4 separate regions of the Mus musculus genome follow, and regions 2, 3 and 4 are each linked to region 1. Evidence: chromatin contacts called from public promoter capture Hi-C data. All regions are on one chromosome and are shown on one strand. The core of a region is the stretch at or near the end of the contact, and the rest is flanking DNA. Distances in the headings are between cores, read along the strand shown. Region 1 holds the start of Asb17 (ankyrin repeat and SOCS box-containing 17). Region 2 overlaps St6galnac5 (ST6 (alpha-N-acetyl-neuraminyl-2,3-beta-galactosyl-1,3)-N-acetylgalactosaminide alpha-2,6-sialyltransferase 5). Region 3 overlaps Gm52620 (a long non-coding RNA gene). Region 4 has its middle 25 kb from the start of Gm40182.

The links. Promoter capture Hi-C pulls out the DNA fragments that hold promoters and counts their contacts.
Region 2: a contact with region 1 is called in a promoter capture Hi-C map of hippocampal neurons, with 3 times the contacts expected there. The contact joins the enhancer-like site here to the promoter of Asb17 in region 1. A contact is called at or near these places in 12 of 39 promoter capture datasets (the 3T3-L1 cell line, the C10 cell line, HPC-7-derived erythroid cells and 6 more) and 1 of 115 datasets of contacts at active chromatin or transcription factors (differentiating embryonic stem cells).
Region 3: a contact with region 1 is called in a promoter capture Hi-C map of hippocampal neurons, with 2.5 times the contacts expected there. The contact joins the enhancer-like site here to the promoter of Asb17 in region 1. A contact is called at or near these places in 5 of 39 promoter capture datasets (cranial neural crest, embryonic stem cells, hippocampal neurons and 2 more).
Region 4: a promoter capture Hi-C map of hippocampal neurons shows a contact between it and region 1, with 2.9 times the contacts expected there. The contact joins the enhancer-like site here to the promoter of Asb17 in region 1. A contact is called at or near these places in 10 of 39 promoter capture datasets (the C10 cell line, cranial neural crest, embryonic stem cells and 5 more).

The regions. Positions count from the first base shown.
Region 1 is chr3:153,842,599-153,845,783 of GRCm38.p6, forward strand. It overlaps Asb17 (ankyrin repeat and SOCS box-containing 17), which reads left to right and starts at 1,649. Exons shown (of 3, transcript NM_025758.4): 1 at 1,649-2,135. The coding sequence starts at 1,735.
Region 2 is chr3:152,864,775-152,867,919 of GRCm38.p6, forward strand. All of the region lies in intron 2 of St6galnac5 (ST6 (alpha-N-acetyl-neuraminyl-2,3-beta-galactosyl-1,3)-N-acetylgalactosaminide alpha-2,6-sialyltransferase 5), which reads right to left. Among named protein-coding and RNA genes, the nearest start is that of Gm46830, 33 kb to the right of the region's middle. Within about 2 kb of position 1,462, at least 25 of the 459 cell types and tissues checked have an H3K27ac peak or open chromatin away from gene starts, as enhancers often do. A contact at or near this core is called in hippocampal neurons, where this site is marked.
Region 3 is chr3:153,103,883-153,107,283 of GRCm38.p6, forward strand. The region is part of intron 1 of Gm52620 (a long non-coding RNA gene); the gene reads left to right. Among named protein-coding and RNA genes, the nearest start is that of Gm52620, 27 kb to the left of the region's middle. Within about 2 kb of position 1,914, at least 7 of the 459 cell types and tissues checked have an H3K27ac peak or open chromatin away from gene starts, as enhancers often do. A contact at or near this core is called in hippocampal neurons, where this site is marked.
Region 4 is chr3:153,042,652-153,045,892 of GRCm38.p6, forward strand. No RefSeq gene overlaps it. Among named protein-coding and RNA genes, the nearest start is that of Gm40182, 25 kb to the right of the region's middle. Within about 2 kb of position 1,775, at least 4 of the 459 cell types and tissues checked have an H3K27ac peak or open chromatin away from gene starts, as enhancers often do. A contact at or near this core is called in hippocampal neurons, where this site is marked.

The sequences.
Region 1 (3,185 bases), core at 399-2,898:
CCATATAAAGTACATAGAAACAAACAAATGTATGGAGAAATGTATCAAGGTTGTTGATGAAGGAAATCATGGAAACTCTGGGCTGGAGAGAGAGTTCAACAGGCTCTCTAATCATGAGGACAGGAGTCCAGATCTGAGGCAGGAGGATCACTGGAGCGCAGGGAGAGAGTACGCCTGAAAGGAACAGGCTCAGACTGGTAGACAAGGCCATTTGCCTTCTTCTGGCCTCTGCATATATGCACACACAGATACATAAGAAAATACATCCCTTTCAAAAAGGAAGTCATAACTGGCTGATCTGAAAGGGAGACTTAAATAATTGAATGTCCATCTTAAGTTTCTAGATAGAAACACTCAACATTTAAACATCTTTCAAAAGATATTAGTTCATACATCAAGTATGGTTATAGATGAATATGAAGATTCATCATGATATAAAAGTAATGATAAAAGGAGCCACATAATTGTGGCAGAACAAAACATTGGAAAACTTTGCAGAATTAAACCCAACTAAATATGTTCCAATTAATCCAACCCATCGATTTCCCTGTCTCTCAAAAGTCAATGATGCACTAAGACTTTTAAGTGGTAATTTCAATAACCTCATGGGTTGTGTTTTTAATGTTGATTTGCATCTTATTTTTGTATGTAAGCATGGTATCTCTGTACATGTGTGCATAAGTATGTATGTGTTTATGTGTGTGTGTATGTGTATCTGTGTGTGTGTAAATGTGTGTGTGTGTGTGTAAATGTGTGTGTATGTGTGTGTGTGTTTATATGCAGATCTCACTGTGTGCATGTGCTCAGAGGGTAACTTGCAGAAATCCATTTTTTCCTAACATCTGGGTTCTGGGATCCCACGCAGGTTTCTCGGCTTGACATCACACTTTTACTCACTAAGCTGTCTCACTGGCCCTGGGAGCTGTTATCTATTGTGTAATATGCTTCATCTAAGATATAGAAATGGGGTATGTCAGCAAAGTGACAGAATAGGAAGCCCCAGGTCTTCATCCTTACCAATGCCTGGACCAACTCTGTTCTCTGAAATACAGAAACCAGGGTTCTCCATTTAAACTATATGTCCAGCCTAGATTTGAAGTTTTAAAGGGCTAAAAAATTTAATCTATATCCTTATATTATGTAAGTAATTGCATTTCTAATGTACTTAATATCAAACCATGTGTTTATTTTTTAAATGATATTCCAATTATATACTTTCTGCCAGGCTTGCAGAAAAAACATTCCAAAACCACATTTCGAGATTTTATTTACGAGGGTGTCACGTGTGGGGATGGCAGACTCCCTCCTACACGGGAACGAACCAGTGAGGCCTAAGAGAAGGCAGCACTCACGCAGATCTCACGAGCTGTACCTGACTAGGGTCACATGACTAATCAATATTAATATGTAGTGTGATGTACACAGGGTGCTTCTCACACCTGAGAGACACACGGCATAGACAGAGTGGAATCTTTGTAAAGTTTCCTCTTAGCTCTCCTGCATGCCATTGCTATCCTTTAGGTTTTTCATATGTCACCAACTTCACAACCGCCTCAGGTTTCTGACCCGGGCTGATGACGGCTCTGCAGGTATTGTGATGTCACCCTGCTGCCTTCCCTCTGGCTGATGAGGGGCACGCCTGCGTCTGGAGTAGAGCCTCCCACATTATCAAGGCCTGTGACTGAGGAATGGCAGCATGACTGCCCACCGTGCTCTTCCTACCCTTAAGAAGCAATGAATAACTCTTCTAAATTATGCCGGAAGACGTCTTTTCCAAGAAGCAATATATTCTGTAACCTTGTTGACAAGATAGTTAAGCGGCCCTCTCTGCAGTTTCTGGGCCAATGGGGATACCACTGCTATGAACCCAGGATTTACAGAACCCTGGCAAAAATCCTGAGGTATGTTGACTTGGACGGCTTTGACATACTCCTCACGGACTATATTGCTTTTGTGGAAAAGTCAGGACACCGTTTTGAACTCAACTTTAACCTTGAGTTTACTGAAATATGCGTGAATACCATTCTGTACTGGGTTTTCGCCAGGAAAGGTAATCCTGACTTCGTGGAACTGCTTCTCAAGAAGACGAAGGACTATGTCCAAGACAGAAGCTGCAGCCTGGCGCTGATATGGAGGTAATCTCATGCTTTGTCCAGAGAGAGGTGTGTCTGGGAGAGGGCAGGGCTGTCTGCTTAGCTCAGCTTGTGAGGTGGGAATGTGTCATTGGGTTTTACCTGTAGTGCGCACTATCAAGTCATGCTGGATCTGCTCAAGGAAAGCAATGTTAGCAAACGCATGGAAAATTCCTTAAAAAGCAACAGACCTTGCCTTACGCCATACTGCGGCCACTTCTTTTGGTCTCCTGAGAGTGTACACTTGCAGTGTGCGTACGGTTCACTCAGAACATTCCTATCACGAGTGGTGCTCAGTCAACACAGCTACGTTGTGTCAGGTCTTAATAAATTTTATTTCAATTCTTCCACAACTGAGTTCAGTGAAAACCATGGTCCTTACAGGCCAACTTTTTACAGCCCGAACTTGTCAATCTGTCTGACAATGTCACGAAACTAAAAGCTCCAGGTGACTGTCTTATAGCTCAAGAGTTTGATCCAATGCTAATCAGTTCTCGGCCCGATCAGAACAGATGTGCATTGGCTCCTTCATTCAGGAAAATGTTTATGCATCACAATCTCTGCAGTGGCAGGAGCAGGTGTCAGCGACACACAAGGCCCAGGTCAGAGACCAGGCAGGGTGGGTTCTGCTGGGAGCAGCCCTGCATCCTGGCTGCATCACTCTGCCGCTCAGAGCATGCAGGACTGTGTTCCTGAATGATCATCCCAGCACATGAATGGGTAGCTGGGGTCTAGAAATAGTAAATAACTCCCTCCCCCCATAGGACTTGTGGTGGATTGAATATCCTTGGCCCATGGTAAGTGGCACTATTAGGAGATGTGGCCTTATTGGAGGAAGTGTGTCACTGTGTAGGCAGGCTTTGAGGACTCTTAGTGCTCAAGTTCCACCCAGTGTGGAAGAGAGCCTCCTCCTAACTGCCTACACAAGGCAGTTCCCCTTCTGTTGCCTTCGGATCAAGATGTAGAATCTCTCAGCTCTTTCTACAGCACCATATCTGCTTGGATGCTACAGTGCTTCCTGCCATGATGATAATGGACTGAACGTATGAACCT
Region 2 (3,145 bases), core at 212-2,711, 980 kb before region 1:
TGAGGAAAAACAGGCAGTTTCCCACCTCCTAAAAGCCAGCCCTGAGGAGGACCCACTTTCAGATGCAGATCACAGGATACCTGTGAGGTCCAGTCATTAAAGGTGTGTGTGCTCGCTCAAGAGTGCACGGATGTGTGCATGTATATGTGTATAGGTACACTTGTGTACATATGTGTGGGTAAAAGCCAGAGAACAACCTCAGAATTGCTTCTTTAGATATCATTCACCTTGTGTTTTTTGAGGCAGGGTCTCTCCCTGGCCTGCAAGTCACTGAGGTTAGAATGGCTGACCATCAAGCTGCTGGGATGCGCTGTCTCCCTCCACTCAGACTGGGATTACAAGTGTGTGCCACCACCCCTGGCACTGAAAAAAAAACAACCATAGTTTTTGTGCATTTATTTTCCATAATATATACAATTGGATTGGAATTTTAAAATCACAATATAAAGCACAGCCAGTTTTGTGGAGTGTTGCTGGTCTGCAGCACGGCTGGACTGAAGCAAGAGAAGAACTTCCTTAGCTCTGAGTAAACCAGCTGGTGCCCATCACTAGACTGTGTAAAGGTTTAGACTCCTAGAAGTCTATTTTCTGGATGCTGCCACTTAAAAGACAGAGACCCTAACAGTGCCCCAAGCGAAAAGTGCACGGCACTTGCTTTCTATCTTAAGGCACAATTTCTCCTGAGAAATCAAAACTTTTCCTAAAATATTGTTTGGAAAGTTTTAACTCCAAGGCATGTGTTAATCTGAGGGTTATGTTGTGTGCCTGTAAACGTCTCAGCAGCTCATCTTCCAGGGAGAGGCAGGGTGTCAGCAAGGTGTCTGCTTCAGTGAGGTGTCTGTAGCTACCTTAATTTTCTGTTTTTATGGACGTGGTGGCAAATGAAAGCTTTCATTAGTATAATTAAAATTCCACTCTCCTCAGAAGAGACAAATGATCCACGCTGAGTTTCTAGGAACTGGCTACAGCCCAGATAGCACTGGGCTAGGTGTGTGTCTTATTAGCTGGAGGGAGAGAGTACCAATGGGGGTGTAGCTCGGTCTGAAGGAAGTGAGTGACTGTCTGTATATAAAAGGCATAGATATTCTTATTAGGAGGTCTGATTACGATCCTAAAGTTTCCCTGAAGCCTTCTGACACGGGTGAGAGGCACAACCCCGTAAATTGTCAGCATATAGAAGCTAAGATTTAGAAAGAGGCTTCTACTGTGCATCCCATAAAATGTGTCCCATGAGGAAGATTAGTATCAATCACAGGCTTATTGGAGAGCGAGATGGGGTCCAATGATAACCTGGCACCATCAACTAGAGTAATGGTCTAAGAAGCAAAAGCAATCAGAGAAGAGAATGGAATCTGCACAGAGAGACAGAAGTAGAAAGCCGGGTATAATGGATCACACTGATGAACAGGCGCTGTTGTGCAGCACAAAGGCAGGCGTGAGCGATGCCGCTCCGTGCACAATGGATACGGCCAACCACCCATCTTCGGGATGCCTCCGGAAACAGACCTGCCACCTTCAGAATCCCAGCTGCACACAGTGGTGCTAAACTACAATGAAGTCATTACCAACCTGAGAATACTGCTGGTTCCAGAAGCCGCTCGTGGGGCGGGAGGGGGTGCAGTGGGGGTGGGTTGAGGGGGGGAGGAGGAGGGGGAAAGCTGATGCTGCTTTCACAGAACTTCACGTGGGAGCTAGAAGAACAATATACCCCAGACCTAGCTGATTCGGATGCTGGGCTTACTCTCCAGGATGTGAGTCACTAAGCCGTGATGGAGGAACTGTGTGACTGCAGTTTGGAGACGAGACTGCTTGGACTGTTGGTTTTAGTACATAGTCCTTGTAAGCGGCAGTACTTCGTTTTCCTTGCCCCAACGTGAGGTAATCAGAGTGTGTCTCTCCCAGCCAACAGCAGACAGTGGGACATGGTGATGTCTGACCTTGGAGCTTTTGCCACACCTCTGTTCTGAGCTCCTTAGCTCCAGTGTCTGGCAGCCATGCTGGGAGAAAGCTCAGGAAACTCAGAGGCCACTTGGAGGAATCCCTACCCACAGCTCCCCTGAAGTCCCTGCTCTCAGCCAGCATGGGCACTCATCATTGGGGGTAGGGGTAGGGGGGTGATGAGATGTGATAGCGGGTCTGAGGCCCGCCTTGCTGCATCTGGTCAGCTCTTAGAAGTTGTAATTACAAACCTATGACTCCTGTGGTTTTCACCAAGCTTGGGGAAGTTTGAATGCTACCTGAAGTAACTGACATAAACCTCTACCCTTCCCCAGACTACACATCTGCAACAGGAAGGAAGATCAAACAAACAAACAAACAAACAAAATGTTGTAACTTCCTCACACTCTAGGGCCTCTCAGAACCATATTAAGGTCATTTTAAATGTGAAGACAGGGTAATCCTCTGAAAGACACTTTTCTTCAATGCAATCAGGACTACGAAGAAGACCATACCTGTCTAATTGTTGACATAGCCCCCTCCAGTCTTATCAGGACTGTTAGTTCATCATCGGCAAAATTCAGATCCTTGGCTCAATGTCTTGCATTATTTTAGTGCTATGAACTCGGTCTAACAGTATTTTAATGCAGAATATTGTCTAGATGTTTGTGCTGAAGTGTTACACTGGCCAGCATGTGCGAATATCTGTAACTTGAGTGTAAGACCTTTCTGTTTACAGAGATGGAATAATAAGGTAAGAATTTGGACAGATAACATGACACACCAGACACTCCTAAATTCCTGTGGCTATGAGGATTTGTCACATCCTTCTATTTGGGTGACAAAACACCATGCTAGGTTGCCTAGGCTGGTCTCAAACTCATGGGGACTGGTGATCAGCCTGCCTCACCTTCTCTAGTTGTTGGGATTCTGGTCACATACTACCATGCTTGGATCAAAGAACGTTCAACAACCACTGACTGAGTCAACAGGGTGTCCAGGCTGGTTTCCAGCAGAAGGGAATGCACACCCTAAAGGCTGCAATTGAAATCAGGACAGACATTTCTGGAACCTTCTACTACTTATAGACTACAGAGAACCAAGTGCGTAGGCCTGACTTGTCCACAGAGCTGGGTCACCTGCAAGCTCGGTGTGAAAGTTCCAGCAGGGTGGGGCTGGCTGACGCTCCAGATGGTCTGCTCAAACT
Region 3 (3,401 bases), core at 664-3,163, 740 kb before region 1:
TCTTTAATTTCTTGGTAATGGTTACAGAAAATTTGACTCAATGGTTTACTTTATGCTGGCTAATGCTCTAGGCACTTAGAACACATTTGCTCATTTAATCCGTAATTTCCATGTTGAAAAGAATTATTTTTCATTTTAAGATGTAGAGGCCAAAGCATAGAAGGGTCAAATAACTTCCTGAGGACTTTGTTACTCAGTGAGTAAAAAATTAAGTACAAAATTAAAAACCAGATGAGTCTAAATCCAAATATACACACAAAGAACACACAGGGGAGAGGAGGGGAGGGGAGGGGAGGGGGAGGGAACCAGTATTCCAGAAGGCTCTCCAGTTGCTGAGTGGGGATACCACTGAGTGTAGACCAGGGCTCCAGAGCTAGAGAGGCAAGCATGAGCACAAGGCCAGAGGTCTGTGAGAAAGGATAGGAATCCACAGACAGAGAAATAGAATGAAACTGTACTCATGGCATACAATTTTTTAAAAACTCTTGTGTTTATTTTGTGCATGTGAGTGTGTGCCTGCGCATATGTGTATATGCATGTACATGTGTGTGCTTACGTGTGTGCATACATGTGAGTGCATGCTCACATAGGTGCACACACCTCTGCAGGCATATAGAGGTCAGAGGATGACATACAGGAATTGGTTTTCTTATTCTATGATGTGGGTCTTGGGAATCCAACTGAGGTAATCAGGTTTGGGGGGAAGTGCCTTACCCTGCAGAGCTTGGCCTGACATTCAATTTGTGATAGATTAGATGGTGGCTTGCTGGTAAAAATGTAGCCCCTGGCCATTTGTCTGTGTGCCTGTGGCTACAGCAGGGCTATTGGAATGGGAACTGGGATGGGTGGACAGATACGTAGGGCTTTATATTCTACAGAGTCCTGTTACAACATCAGGTGACCACAGCTGTAAGAGTCTGAAGCTCAGAGCACGCACTGTGCTTTGTGACCGTTTGCTTTAAATCCCACTTAATTACTCGAAGCTTCTTACTTGGTGGTCAGAAGAAATTAAAGGGGTGTCTGTTAGTGAATCGGAGCCCTTTGGGGGAAGTCCTGGTCCACAGCAGCTTGCTAAATGCGTGGGGAGAATTTCTTCTTTGTTCCTTGACCCCAAATAATTCTATATTATCATGTTTATTGTCTTTCTATTGATTATTACCAGAAAAAAATGGTTGATTACACTGCATCTAAATCAATAGTTCATAGGAATCCTACTTGTGAGAGGAACCACACACCTCTAAAGTATTATACCCAGTTGTCCTTTTGAAAACACAAGCTATAAAACCTACTTTTCTCCCACACTATCTTCTAATTTAAAAGAATTATCCCTCCCCACCACCACTTAAGTTAGATTGACTCTTTTAATAAAGCCTTGTTTATATTCCTGGGCACAAATAAAAAAAATATCATGATTAAATAAATTTGAGCATCCAGGATTAGACCAGCTCACTACGGGAGACTGCAAAATGTTCTAAGATAAAAGAGACCACAGGATGGGAATAAGTGATAAAAAACCAAGCCATTATCTCATTGAACAAATGGAAGTGGACACTGGGGCCAAAATGGGCTGATCACATCAAAGATCTCCTCCCCTTCAGCTGGGTTGCCAATACAACTTGATCAATGGAGTGAACTAGTTCACTGAATGCTGCCCACCCTGATGTCTGAACATACTTTAGAATGTGTGAGTGTGGGTATGTATATGTGTGTCCAATCTGATTGTCAGAAAAGATAGCTTTTAATTAGAGAAACTGAAAACAACACAATTGTTTCCCCAAACTTGGAGGCCAAGGTATGGATGTATGATCTGTTCTTTGGCAAAGAGAGACAGCCAGAGCGTGCTCGGAGCTGCCTGCTGGCAAGGGACAGAGCAGGGCTGTGTTGCAGGGCTGTGCCCACACTTCTCTGGAGAGAGGCAGCAGCCAGTTTTCAGAGGCAGAGAGGCTGGTTCTGGATTGGTTGGAAGAACTCATCACAGACTCTGTGCCCGCTCTGCTGGCTTCATCAGAACATCTTTGCATTGTGTGATTTTGGACATGCTGTAGTCGGTGGAGCCAACATGCCCGGCTCTCCCAGAATTTTAAACAATACTCTGTACCCTGTTATTGAATCCACTCTCCCCTCCTGTAAGTCAGAATCAGCTGTTATTTTCAGTGGAGTCATGCATCCTAATGTCACGTGGCACTACCTGAGGCTCCCAACACTGTCCTTCTGTGGCTTCTTCCTGTAAATGCCACTGAAATAAATTTTACTTTGTGTTGTATTATATTTAGAAACCTTGGAATCAGTTTTTGAGAGCATGCACCATAGCTCATTCATGTTGCAGGATAGTTTATCACAACTGTGAACCCCAAGATGGTGTTGTTTACTGGAAAAAGCTGTTCCTAGTTGTAGTGAGGCTCAGCCTTAGCACACATCTTTAATACCAAACAATAAAGGTAAAATTAGTTTTTGGAAGGAAGCCCCCATGTTTGAAAGTGATATCTAATAGAGTGGCAGACAAATAGACAAATCAGAGAAAGAGTTGACAGAATAGGGTATACACAACTCTCACAAGAACAGACAGAAAAGTGAGACTCCTTAAGAGACAGCAGCGAGAGGAGAGGAGGCAGTTTTACCAGGAAAGATTTCTAGAGACAGGTTGAAGAGAGAACAACTAGGCACAGGTGAAGACAGATCAAGCCAGAGAATGAGAAGAAGCCAGAAGATTAGAACAGATTGCCAGAATTAGTGGCCAAGCAGAGAGAAAAAAGTCAGAGGCCAAGAGAGAAGCCAGATTGAATCAGTTAGCTTGGAGAGAAGTTTGAGCCAGAACAGCGGAGTTGAGTCAGCCAACCAGAGAACAGAAGGAACTAGAAAGGAAAGAGCTTATTCAGGAGTCTCAGAGGCTGAAAACATTCTAGGCCTAGTTTACATTGTATGGAAGCTAGAACCTTCCAGGACTAGGCCAAGGTTAGCAGATGGAGGCAGTAAGCCTATGAGATGAGAATTAAATCAAGCGGATATGTTACTTTTATACATTAATCTTTGCATACCTCTGTCAATGCCTCGGCCACTGCCAAAAATTACAAAGTTGATCTGAGTAGAATATGAATAGACAGACTTTGAGCTGCAAGAGAACAGTATAGACCAAGTTATCTGAGAGTGGACTGGGAACTCTAAGGAATGCTGAGAGAACAGTCCAAATCTCTTCTCTAAGAGGTAAGACTTTGTCATTGAGGTTTTTCCCATGAGGCTCTGCCTGTTAGGTCCAGGTCAGTAATGGCCTGAGTGATATGAGCAAGCCTTGCTATCAGAATTCCCCTTCAGCATCTATTCACTAAGCAAAAAATAATGTATGTATGGGATTAGTGATGCAGGGGCTGCCAGGAACCTGGGCACTCTATGTAGCCTTTGAAGGT
Region 4 (3,241 bases), core at 525-3,024, 800 kb before region 1:
GGGTGAGGTGATGTGGACTGGGGAGGAGTCGGGGAGCACTCCTCCAGCACTGTCAGTCCAAGGCACAGGGGTGAGGTGATGTGGACTGGGGAGGAGTCGGGGAGCACTCCTCCAGCACTGTCAGTCCAAGGCACAGGGGTGAGGTGAAGGGGGGAGATTCCCTTCTCCACAGCTCAGGCGCATTCTCATCTCGTGCATCAGGAGGGCTGGATGGAAAGGCTTTGATCAAGGAACCAGAAAAGGAAATCTGCAAAATATGGCACACCAAATGCAAGGCCCATCTAGAAAACAATGGGAAATGGGGAAATTGGACGTTCCTTAGCTCATGTTGCTTGCTCATTGCAGAGAATGGATGCACACCACCTCCTCAGGGTAGACCAGAGATTAAATACCTTCTGCAGGGTGGAATGCCTGGGAAGGGAAGCTTATTGGCTAAGCCCTCAGGGCCTCTAGGTACCTCATTAGCATGGAGAACTCTGTTCTGAGCCTACCTGACCACCGGTCACGTGATCCAGGTCAGGAATCTGACAGGGAGCAGGGAGCTGCCTACTGTCTCAGGTGTGTACCCGAGTTTCTGTGGACTCAGATCCTCTCTACCTTACCAAGTTTCCTGGCAAAGTCCCAACAAGAATCATTGAGGCTGCCTGTCTTGGCTTCATTGCTTTTGCAACGAACACTGCAGAAATTTTAATAAAATGTACTCTTCTGTTACCTTAAGTGTTCCGAAGAAAAGTTTGTTGGAATATGTAAGAAAATTTCAAGCATCCCAGAGCATTGTATGTGAGCATCAATGAGAGAATTTAGGTCAGGAATACTGTGACAGAAAGTTAACATGGATTTTTAAAAAATAAAGCATTTTTTAAATTGACTCACAAATGAAAACATTGCACGGTTAATTTAAGAAAGTCATTCAAACACTTGTCCATTTCTGAACTTGGCACAGCCCTGTGTCTGTATGTTTGGAAAAGCCATCTACAGCCAGGGAGCCTCACTTAGAAAGCAGCATTAATTTTTATGAAATGAAGTTTGTTTGTGAGATATCACTTTTCTCTAAGATGGTTTACTAAAAATGGTTCAATAACTATTCTTTCTTAATTTTACCATTATGATAATGATTAATCTGCAAATTATTAGCAAGCAGTCTAGTTGTCCAAACTTGAGAGAGAGAGACAGAGAGAGAGAGGGATTGAGAGAGAGAAAGAGAGATTGAGAGAGGGAGAGATTGAGAGATTAAGTGAGAGAAAGAGAGAGATTGAGAGAGAGAGAGAGAGAGAGAGAGAGAGAGAGAGAGAGAGAAAATGCAGTTGAATCAATGGTCTTTATTCTATATCCTCCTCTCCAACTGCAGTATAGCCAAGAAGGCAAGACTCGACAGTGGGGTACAGAGCTCAGAAACTGTTCATTGGAGAACTCTAACCAAGCTACTTGCTTGCTGTCCAACCATTTTCCCTCAGGTATTCATGAAAACTGTCTTATGCACTGCTCTATGCAACACCAGACACTGAGAGTCCATTCCAGCGCAGAGAGTTGATGTTCATGTCTCAGGTAGTGCTTGTGGGTGACCTGTAGGCTTCCTGGGCTGTTTCCCCTTCTTCAACACGTGGGAATGCAATAGGCAGATGGAGAGGTGGTGTGTGGGAAGTAAGCTGCAGTACTTCCTCGGCAGCCTACCATCCGCCCGGGCTCGGCTGCAAGTCCCTCTTCTTTAGAGCTTCTTGCTCCTCATCTCTGTCCTTTCTGTCTAGGCTGTCACCAGCATTCTCACCTGGAGCCAGTTCTCACTGACACAAGCTAGATGTGCCTATAGCCTGCCTACATAGGGATGAGTACACAGCGTCCCCCACAGGCTTGTGTGTCTGAGGATTTGGTCCCTGGCTGTCGATGCTCCTGGGGGAAATTGCAGATGCTTTGAGAGGTGAAGCCTAGCAGGTAGAAGTGGGTACATCCTGCCTTGTCACCCACTCCCCCGCTGGTAGCCATCGCAGAGCATCTGCAGCATAGATTCTTCTTGGGGAGGGCCTTGACGTTCATATGGGATGACTTCCTGTCTCAGCCCTGTTTCCTGCTCGCCCAGGATCTGGGCAGCCAGCCTCATGCTCCTCCCATTATTACAGAGAGCCACTCCTACCAGCGTGATGTGTTGTGCCTTCAAACCAGGAGCTCAGATAAATTCTTTTTCTTAAGTTGCTTCTTGTCAAGTATTTGGGCTACAACAATGAGAACACTTTATTATCCAAAAGCTTTGCTTTGAAGGGAGAATTCCATCCACAGTGGTTTATCTGGGTTATCTCCCGGTGAGTCTGTAGGCTGCTCCCTTCACTCTTAGCCTTCTCTCCCGTACCAGAGTGACCTACCTGTGAACCAGAGCTGAGAGTCTATTCCACATCACAAGTGGGTCATGAGTGATCTCCCATGGGGCCCAAGGTGTTGAAGAGTGACTGGTAAAGGATTCATGCTGATGCAAAAGAGTAGCTGGGAAGCCACGGGCCTTCCGGCTTCTTGAACCACTTCTAATTTAAGGTGGATTGCTGCTGAGCCCATCCAGTTTTATGAGCTGGGGAGTCTGAGGGAGCCCAGGTCATGGTGAGCAGTTCACACCATGTGGTCACTTGTTGCCCCGTGGGCTGTCTCCTTCACAAAGCCCTAGGCAAGACTGCAAGCATATCTTTCCAAGTTAGTGCAGCTATTTCTGATCCTCTTTCCTGATAGCGATGGAAGAGAATTCATTTGCCAGATCAATAGCTGTACAGCCTACATGTGAGTTTGTGCTAATCTGCACTGCCATAGATAACGTATCTAGCACAGCAGCTGCAGTCAAGGCTCCTGCTTTTCAGATTTTCACCACTATACAGTCATCCTCCAGGATCCATCTGCTTCATTATGGAGGCCAGACTTGTGAGTTATGTGGTGTGATGATTGGGTGACTAATGCCATGCCCTTCAGGCCTAGAAGTGGCACCAATGCCTGCTGAGACATGATAATTTTAGTTCCTTATCTTATGCTTAGAGGCTTCTACTTAGCTTTTCTCCATATGCTAGCTCCTGACAATATTAATAATACCAACTACTATACCAACTACTAGACGTGGTATATACCTATATACCAATACACATACACACACACACACACACACACACACACACACACACACACACACACACGTGTGTGTGTATGTGTGTGTATATATATATACATATATATATATGTACATATGTATATGTACATATATATACATTTATGT